Linked DNA regions of Mus musculus: regions 1 and 3 are each linked to region 2. Evidence: chromatin contacts called from public promoter capture Hi-C data. All regions are on one chromosome and are shown on one strand. Each heading gives the region's core, a stretch centred on a gene start, on an enhancer-like site or on the middle of the called end of the contact. The rest is flanking DNA. Distances are from core to core; before and after follow the strand shown. Region 1 holds the start of Mcfd2 (multiple coagulation factor deficiency 2). Region 2 holds the start of Thada (thyroid adenoma associated). Region 3 holds the start of Rhoq (ras homolog family member Q).

What was found. Promoter capture Hi-C pulls out the DNA fragments that hold promoters and counts their contacts.
Region 1: a contact with region 2 is called in a promoter capture Hi-C map of pre-B cells, with 2.7 times the contacts expected there. The contact joins the promoter of Mcfd2 here to the promoter of Thada in region 2. A contact is called at or near these places in 2 of 39 promoter capture datasets (liver and pre-B cells).
Region 3: a contact with region 2 is called in a promoter capture Hi-C map of liver, with 3 times the contacts expected there. The contact joins the promoter of Rhoq here to the promoter of Thada in region 2. A contact is called at or near these places in 2 of 39 promoter capture datasets (hippocampal neurons and liver) and 1 of 115 datasets of contacts at active chromatin or transcription factors (astrocytes).

Annotation. Positions count from the first base shown.
Region 1 is chr17:87,264,582-87,267,281 of GRCm38.p6, reverse strand. Mcfd2 (multiple coagulation factor deficiency 2) reads left to right here and starts at 1,335. Exons shown (of 4, transcript NM_139295.3): 1 at 1,335-1,447.
Region 2 is chr17:84,464,912-84,467,611 of GRCm38.p6, reverse strand. Thada (thyroid adenoma associated) reads left to right here and starts at 1,404. Exons shown (of 38, transcript NM_183021.3): 1 at 1,404-1,518.
Region 3 is chr17:86,961,779-86,964,478 of GRCm38.p6, reverse strand. It overlaps Rhoq (ras homolog family member Q), which reads right to left and starts at 1,368. Exons shown (of 5, transcript NM_145491.2): 1 at 732-1,368; 2 at 121-179. The coding sequence starts at 873. LOC115488765 (hapless 2-like) reads right to left here. Exons shown (of 3, transcript XM_030250169.1): 3 at 933-1,606. The coding sequence ends at 933.

The DNA of each region.
Region 1 (2,700 bases), core at 86-2,585, 2.8 Mb before region 2:
AGCATTGTAGGAAAGAACCAGAGGGCAAGCATCTATGCAGGTAAGAATGATCCAGTAGAAAGAGAAAGATGACAAAAGCTAGCATCCACAGAGAAGGTGGAGTATCTGGCTTGGTGGCAAGTGCTTATTAGAAAAAAGTCTGAGCAGGGCAGTGGTGGCACACACCTTTAATCCCAGCACTTGGGAGACAGAAGCAGATGGATCTGAGTCTGCGGGCAGCCCGGTCTACAGAGCAAGTTCCAGAACAGCCAGGGCTACACTGAGAGATCCTGTCTCGAAAAATCAAAACACCAAATCAGCAACAAAACAAAAAGTCTAGGAGGTGTGAGGTGAAGAATGCTCCAGGCTACCCTCGGTCCAGTCTCTACTTACTGAGCTTCATAAACTGCCTGCATTTGTAGCTCCCAGGACAAAGGATCGTAGGTACAATGCAGTCAACTACAGGGTACCCAGAATGAACTGGACCAAATTAATCTAACCTTCAGAATGAGATGGAATGAGATGCAATATCTTAGGGACTCTTGAAAGAGGCTTTCTCTCCCTATGGATAATGTTGAAATCTTAATCTTGGAAAGTGGGACAAAGAGACAAAAACGGTGCTGTTGGGCAATTTTCAAGGCTACAAGGAAGAGGGGGTGGGGGTGGGCTTTGATATAATCTCTCTCCATCTTTGATGTAGGTGCATCTAAAAAAAATACGATTATGTATCTTCAAAGATACAAAGGAGAGAAGGAATTTTAAAATGTACAGTCCTAAGCTCATATATCTATCTGTATCTATACACATTCACTGAAAGACAATTTTGTTAATATCAAAGGGCAGGATCCTTTTTTTTTTTTTTTTTTTTAAATATATTGTCTTCTCTCAAAGAAAACAACAAAACCAGACGATTTCAGGAACTTTACTAGCTGGATCTTGAGGCTGCGGCTCAGGGAATGGAGCAAAAAGAAAATGGAAGCAGGTCAGTCTTGGAAACGCAGGATCCCCGAGAAGTACCGGCTGCCTCACTGGGACAGGAGTTAGGGGTTTTACTCTCTCAGTTTGTAGTGGAAGCAAGGATATCCGTCAAAGTATAGAGAAGGTGAGGCTGGCCAGCTTCGGAGTCCGCCTCCTCCGGATCCTGCAGCCCACAACCCACGGTGAGCCACGTTCCGGAGCCTCAGGTTTGCCTAGCAACCAGCTCGCCTCTTGGCCTCCCCAGGGCCCTAGCAGTAGGGTGTCGCCCTCGGGAGGCGGGTCTGGCCGCGCCAGCCACAGGGGACACGTGGATCCACTGGATCGGGTCGCACAGGGGGCGGGGCCGGCAGCGTTGGTGGGCGGGCGGGAGGCTGTGCGCGTGCGCGGCTGGGCGAGGGGCGGGACCGGCGTGCGGAGAAAAGCGTCCCAGGGACGGCAGCTGGCAAGGTTCACGTTGGAGTGCTTCGCGACTGCGTCGGGGATTATCGGGGTGAGCGAACCCACGGGCCGGAGGCCTGACCCTCGGGGCAGAGGTCGGTCGGCCTGGGGCTCGAGAATGGGAGGCCCGGGTGGCGGGGTGGAGGATGCGGACCTTCAGGGCGCAGCGGGACCTGTGGCCCACGGAGGCAGCCTGTCTTCCGAGAGGGTTTCGGGGGCCAGACGTGTCTGCCCGGCTGAGCACCGCGCTGTTGTTTGCGCTCACCCCATTGCTGGGAGTCTCAGTACTAGGCTGTAGGGCCAGCTGTGTGGGCTGGACACGGACCCTGGCTGGCCTGGAAGCACGCGGGTCTCAGGCGTTACTCCATCTGCCTCTGGCTCCCCCACCTTCCTCGGGGCAGACCCACAGGTCCTGTTGTCTCGACAGGGTTGGCTAGTTTGAGCCTAGGAGGTTAGGTAGACAAGGGATGCTCGTTTGTCTCGTTTTCCCTTTCTGGGACATGGCACCTCCATCCACACATATGCCCAAACCAGAGGCCTGGGCGTCACTCTTACCTACACTCATCAAATACATTGAACCTATTCAAAACTCTCACTTTTCCAGACACCTTGCCTTAGCAATCAGCTCTCTTTTCTGCTCCTTTAATATTGATTGACCCTCCTCAACGTGTCCAGTACAGGGGAGGTAGAGACACGCTCAGCCACCCTGCCCCATTCCCAGGTCCTTCTGTGGATTCTCATTGCCCTTCCAAGCTCTTCTTTCCTTCCTGCAATGCCTGTTGTGACTCACTCACTGTCTTTGTACTTTACTCAAGACCTGCCCCTCCTCATCTGAATATTCTGGATTGGACTTAAGTCATGTTTAGGTGTTCACTGCCATATGGAGGGGCGTGCTTTGCTTTGGGTTGAAATATTTCTTCTCATGCTTTCTGTGGATGGGGGTGTGTGTGATACCCCTGGAGTGCCTCTTTAGTGACCTGTGTTTTGCTGTCGAGAGGCGTCTGACTGTTCTCACAGCCTTCACAGCTCTGCTCTCCCTATGTAACTAGGCTCTTAGTTAAATGTTAGTTATAAGGGTAGCATGGCATTCCTTTGGAATCCCCCAGTGAACAAATGGACCAGACTATTAAACACCAGCCTATTCAGGACAAGTTTTCAACCTCAGCCCATGTGGGGGCTTTCTGTAACCCAGAAACTTGCTGGTTACTTGGACTTCAAGAGCATGGAGATGACTACAACTAGGAAGCACTAGTCAGTTGGCCTTGGCTCCGTGTAACAGGATGTCTGGGGTGTTGTCAAATGTGA
Region 2 (2,700 bases), core at 155-2,654:
GCTCCCACCCCTCTGCTCTGGACTCCTCCAGAGCAAATGTCCATATATATCAGCACAAATGCAGCACAGTAGAGAACGGCATATTAACAGTGAGTCAAAGAATTGTCACCACTCAGTTTTAGGTGAGTGACCTGAAAGCAATGCCAAAAGATGTGAATCGGTGGATAACAGACACAAAATCAACCAAGCTATTGTTTAGTGATACTGTAAGACCCCTGAAGCTTGGCCTCCGCTCAAGTCCCAGGATAAGTTGGCCAGCACCCCAAAGACGGGAGAGAAAATCACACTGATGCAAACTGCAAGAGGTTTTATTATCAGCTAGCTGAGGACAAACTCCTTCCGCCATGCAGGTCAGGGGAGTTTGACCCGACCCCGATGACCCCAGTGACAGTAGGGGGCTTTTAATAGCTAGCTGAGGAGTTGGGAAGAGTTGGGCGGAGTGTCCTTGGTGAAATTTACAAGGCAGAAGGAGTGGGGAGTGAGTTCTTTCTGAATTTTTATCTTCCCCTAACCCTAACCCTGAGTCCTTGGCACAGGAAGCCAGGCAAGTGCTGGCTGGGTCTTTTACAATTATCGCATCTCTGGTTGTAAAGTATAGAAACAAAAAGGCTTTTTGCTGGCTATAGAGAACAAAGAGCTTCTTTCTAGCTGTATTTTTATAGGTCAGGGAAAACAAGCTTGGGGAAATGTTTTAGGGGCTTTACCTTTCAAGGAGAAACGCTTTAAGTCAGGGTCTCACAATACACGTGGCAAAACCACAAAGAAATACAAAGTTTGATAGAAAAGCCATCCACCTGATGAACCTAATTTTCATTGTTTTTCCCAACTATGTATCTCAGAGCCCAGGCCAGCATCCCGGCCTTTTCAGCATCTTGTCCGTTCTGTGATCTTGTCCCTTGTCCCAGCTCCTTACTAAGGTGATATAGGTCTCTAATTTTTACTCAGTTTTAAAGGACTGGACTGCAAGATAGTCTGTGAGTTGTGTAAAAGATGCAGCCTTTAAGGCAGCGTTTAAGGCTCGGACAGTGGAGTTCAAGTCGTTGCTCTTGGCTTCAGTTCCCGTCCCTGGCACAACCGTCCCCGAGTGTAGATTTTGCCTGTCTCTGCGCTGGGCACAGTGAATGTAGAAAGTCTGGGTTGGAACAGAAATGTCGGCCTGACACCTAGAGGTGTGGAGGCTGCTGCTCTGCCAGCCAGAAGGAGGTGAGGGGCATGCAATTCCCAGCAGTCACCATCATAGGCTCGCTTATCAAGAACTGTTTAGTCGCGGGCTCTCTAAATCCCCTCGCAAACGCCCTCTTTGATGACGTCACAACCCACCCTCACTTCTGATTGGAGGAGCGGCACTCGGCCGCTCTCGCGATATTTCCGTGCCAGCTTCCAGCCCTGCCTCCCTTCGCCGGGGACCGGTTTTTGGATCGCGCACCACGTTACAAGCCGCAGGGACGCGGTAGACTTGACGGGCTTCCGGGTCTCGTCCAGAGGTGGCGACGCTTTGCAGACGTCCTCGGGCACGAGGTTTGGCTCGCGGGCGCGCTGCCTGCCAGGCACGCGGGCGCGGGGGACCGACTTCGCCACAGCGCGGCCGGGGCAGCTTGCAGGCCACCCCGAGGGTGCCAGCCGTGGCTTCCGGGCGCTGAGGTCTCCATGGAGACAGACAGCCCTTGAACCACGTTTTCATCCGTCCTTCTGTCAGTCTTTGGACTCCACGTGGGAGGCGGTCGGGAAGGTGTAGATGTAGATGGGCGGGAAGCAGCAAGTGGCACCTATGGGCAGATGCCCATCAGGCTGAACCGGGATTTTCGGCTCTGGGCCGGCCCAGTTCACCCGGACACACGTTTACCCTTAGAACGCGCAGAATCACCGAGTCTATCTCTGTGTAGTCCCTAGGACTCCGGGATCAAATACTGCTGCAAACTTGCCATTTCAAATCACAAGTGTCCCCTCAGTTTCCTTCCTCAGTACTTTCTCAGTACTTTGCACGCTGGCTGCTCGTTTGGGAAATTATTTCCCTAAACTTAACCCAGAACTTCAAGGCCTTTCCTTGTTGTCTCTCTGTCTGGCTGTGTTCATTAACTTTTTTGCTTGACTGCTCATTTGCCGTTGCTGTAGTGACTTGCCGTCCAAATGGACTATAAATGCTTCAGTTTCTGGAGCGGTATGCCACTTAGCTGTAGCATGTCCTTTTAGGTACCAGGTAGCCCACCTTCCTTCTAAAAGTATATATGTCCCTCCTATAATATCTCTAGCAATTGTTAATTAAGAATTCCTTGATTTAGTTCATGAAATTTTAATAAAGCATTTACTACATGCATGAACGACTAAGGAGTTAAGAACGGGAACACTGAACACAACTATTCAGTTCATTGCAACCTTTATGGAGCTTAGTGCTAGGAAAAACAGGCAATAGACAGGTGTGCCAGTTAGTGTAATCTTAGGTAGTAATACATGCTGTGAAAGAAATCTGAAATGAATGGCAGAGGAAGCTGGGGCCAGATTGTTTTCAGGCCATACACCCAAATTTGGATGTAACTAATGCATTTTATTTAGTGCAAGGGAAAACCTTTGGGAAGTTTATAAGCAAGTGCATGGTTAGATTGCTTTGATTCTTCAGAGACAAGTAGGGACAACAAGGAAGCTATGTCAGGAGTTTAAGTGACGCATGCTGAGTCGTTTTCTGCCTGGGAGGGTCTGCAGGTA
Region 3 (2,700 bases), core at 119-2,618, 2.5 Mb before region 2:
CCCCCCCCCCCAAAACACACCCTCCCACCTAGACACCTCAGTTTCCAAAGGCCCTCCACAGCCACACAGAATTGGCGAGAGATGGGGGTAAGGGAACCGGCCAGAAGCCAAAACACTCACCTGTCCAGCTGTGTCATAGAGTCCCAAGAGGTACTGCTTGCCCCCCACGGTGACGCTGACTGCAAGGACAGAAGTGGGGGGTGGGGAGAGAAGCTCACAGTGATCTGAGATCTAGCACTTTGGCTCCCCACAGTAACCTCCTTTCCCAAATACTGGGAAGCATGTGGGTGCTCCCCAGGAGACAACATTCCCCTTTTATCCGAGTCCACTTCACTGCCAAGTTGCATGAGATATAGGTGTAATGTGGCCCCTGCCATCCACTCCCCCCCCCCCCCAAACCCTGTAGCCACGTCTACTAGTGTTCCCAGATGTTTCCCCTACAGGGGTTTCGGGCAGTAAGGGAAGAGGCAGCTGGAAGGTCAAGAAGGGCGCTCAGGGGACTGAAAAGTGTGGGAGACGGGGCGAAGGGGGAGATAGGAATGGGGTGGGAGTTGCTGCGAGGGGTGGGGTGACCAGAGGCACAGCTTGGGGGGGGGGGTGAAGCCGCCAGGCAGAGGGCACGGCGGGGGAGGGGAGCACGCTCAGGGGAGGCAAGCCAGGGGGCTCAGCCAAAGTTGCTCCAAAGTTCCCAGCCGGGGATCAGCCCCTTAGTCAGCAGGGCAGAGGCGTACCTGCGTAGTGGTCGAAGACAGTGGGCACGTACTCCTCGGGGAAGGCGTCGTTGGCATAGCTCATGAGCAGGCACGTCTTGCCCACCGCCCCGTCGCCGACCACCACGCACTTCAGCATCAGCGCGCCGGGCCCGTGAGCCATGCTGCGGCCGGCCGGCCTCGGGGCATGGTCCCCCCGGAGCCCCCGCCCTGGCCCCGGGCTCAGCCCCAGCCCGCTTGGGGGGTCCGCCGTCGCCGCCGCTCGGCGCAGCAGGGCCGCCCTCCCGGCCCCATGCAGCGGTTCCCCTGACCGGAGGAGAAGGTGCGGCGGGCCCGGGGCGCAGCCGCCGCCGCTTCGATCTCTGCCCCGCTCCCCGCCCTGGCCCGGCTCGCCGCGCCCGCCTGCTGGCCCCGCCGCTCGGCGCCCGAACCCGCTCCCCGGCCCGGCCTCCCCAGGAGGATCCGCCGGATCATAAGACCGTCCGGCCCCAGGGGAGTCGGCAACTTTGGGGAGGGCGGCGGAGGGGAGGGGCCAGGCGGCTCTGCCCGCCCCGCGCCGCTCCGGCCCCCGCCCTCCTGGGCCGGTGAAGGGGGGTGGGGGAGGGCGGTCCGGGCGGCTCCGGAGTGCGGCGCGCCCCGCGCCCGCGCCCGCCGTGCGCTCCTGCCGCTCACCCAAGCTTGACTCCCTGGGAGTCGGGCGCGGAGGCCGAGGAGGAGGCGCCCTGTATCCGGGAGGATGGGGGCTGGGGGAGGGGCTCTTGGGCAGCCGCTAGGAAGGAGCCCAGGGCTCCTCGCGAAAGTGCGGCCAAAGCCCGGAAGCGTCCGCAGGCCCCGGTGCCCGGAGGAGACGTGAAGGCCTTTCGGGGAATCACGACGACTTCCACGGTGACGCAATTCTGCAACATTATACAGATGTGTATATTTAAATTCTGCCTGGAAGGCAGGAGCCATCTCGTCGGCCTGCAAGTGCTCCACGCAACTAGAAATCAGGAACAGCGGCCAAGAGGGTTATAAATATAATTAATAACAATAATTAGAAAGGTGTGCGGAGGCTGGGAGGGTGGTGGGTCTCGGAACTGGAAAACTGAGACTTCTGGCTTATTGCTTGCTCCTCAGCATCACTACCCCACGCTTTTCGCAGCACGAGCTTGAGTCATTTTCTATGAAATCGGTGACTAAGAGATGCAGCATATTGCACCCCCAACCAGCCACAAAGGGGCGAGCCCTTGTCAGGAGACCACAGATGTTATTTGTGCTCCCCCTGGAGGCGACATCGTCCGAGGCTTCCTTTCGCTTCCAAGCGTCTCTCCAAAAGTATTCAATTGTGATCCCTGAGGTATGATGTAGCCTCGCGCTCTGAGACTTGGCCAGTGATTCAGGACCAACCCTGCGCCTCTGTCTGGCAAGTCCGGAAACACTTGTCTGGCCAGGGCCAGTTAGTTGTGTGGCCGAGTGCTGCTTTAAATGTACGGTCTTGGTTCGAAGGCTCACTCTGCGCTGACTGACCCCACACCGCAGCCTACCCCCAAGCTTGCTGACAGGGAAGTCCTTTCCTCTCACCAATTCATAGTGGTAGAAAATGCTGTGTTGAGAGGTGCGTGGGTCACTCATACCCTTGCCCCCGGGATTTAGGTGGGGGAAACTGGGACCAGTGAAGTGGTTACCAAAAGGTTCCCTGTCACTCCCGGTGTTCAAGGGCCACCTGGGGAGATGCCTACTGTGATGCCCTCATTTCACTTCCACGAACCCTGGACGCCAGTTTTCAAGTCATAATCCTGATTTCAATTCGACCAGGAAGATTTCAAATAGTATTTAACGTTCCTTGTGAACGTAGGGGAACATCTCTCCATACCCTGTCCATTGCATTCGAGTGGAGGTACTTGCATTGACTACACTAATAAATCTGAAAGTTACTTCATACATTCTGAAAGGTTAGGAAAGGCACCACACTATCTTGAAGTCAGGTCTTGACACTTTCCCGTGAAGGAGA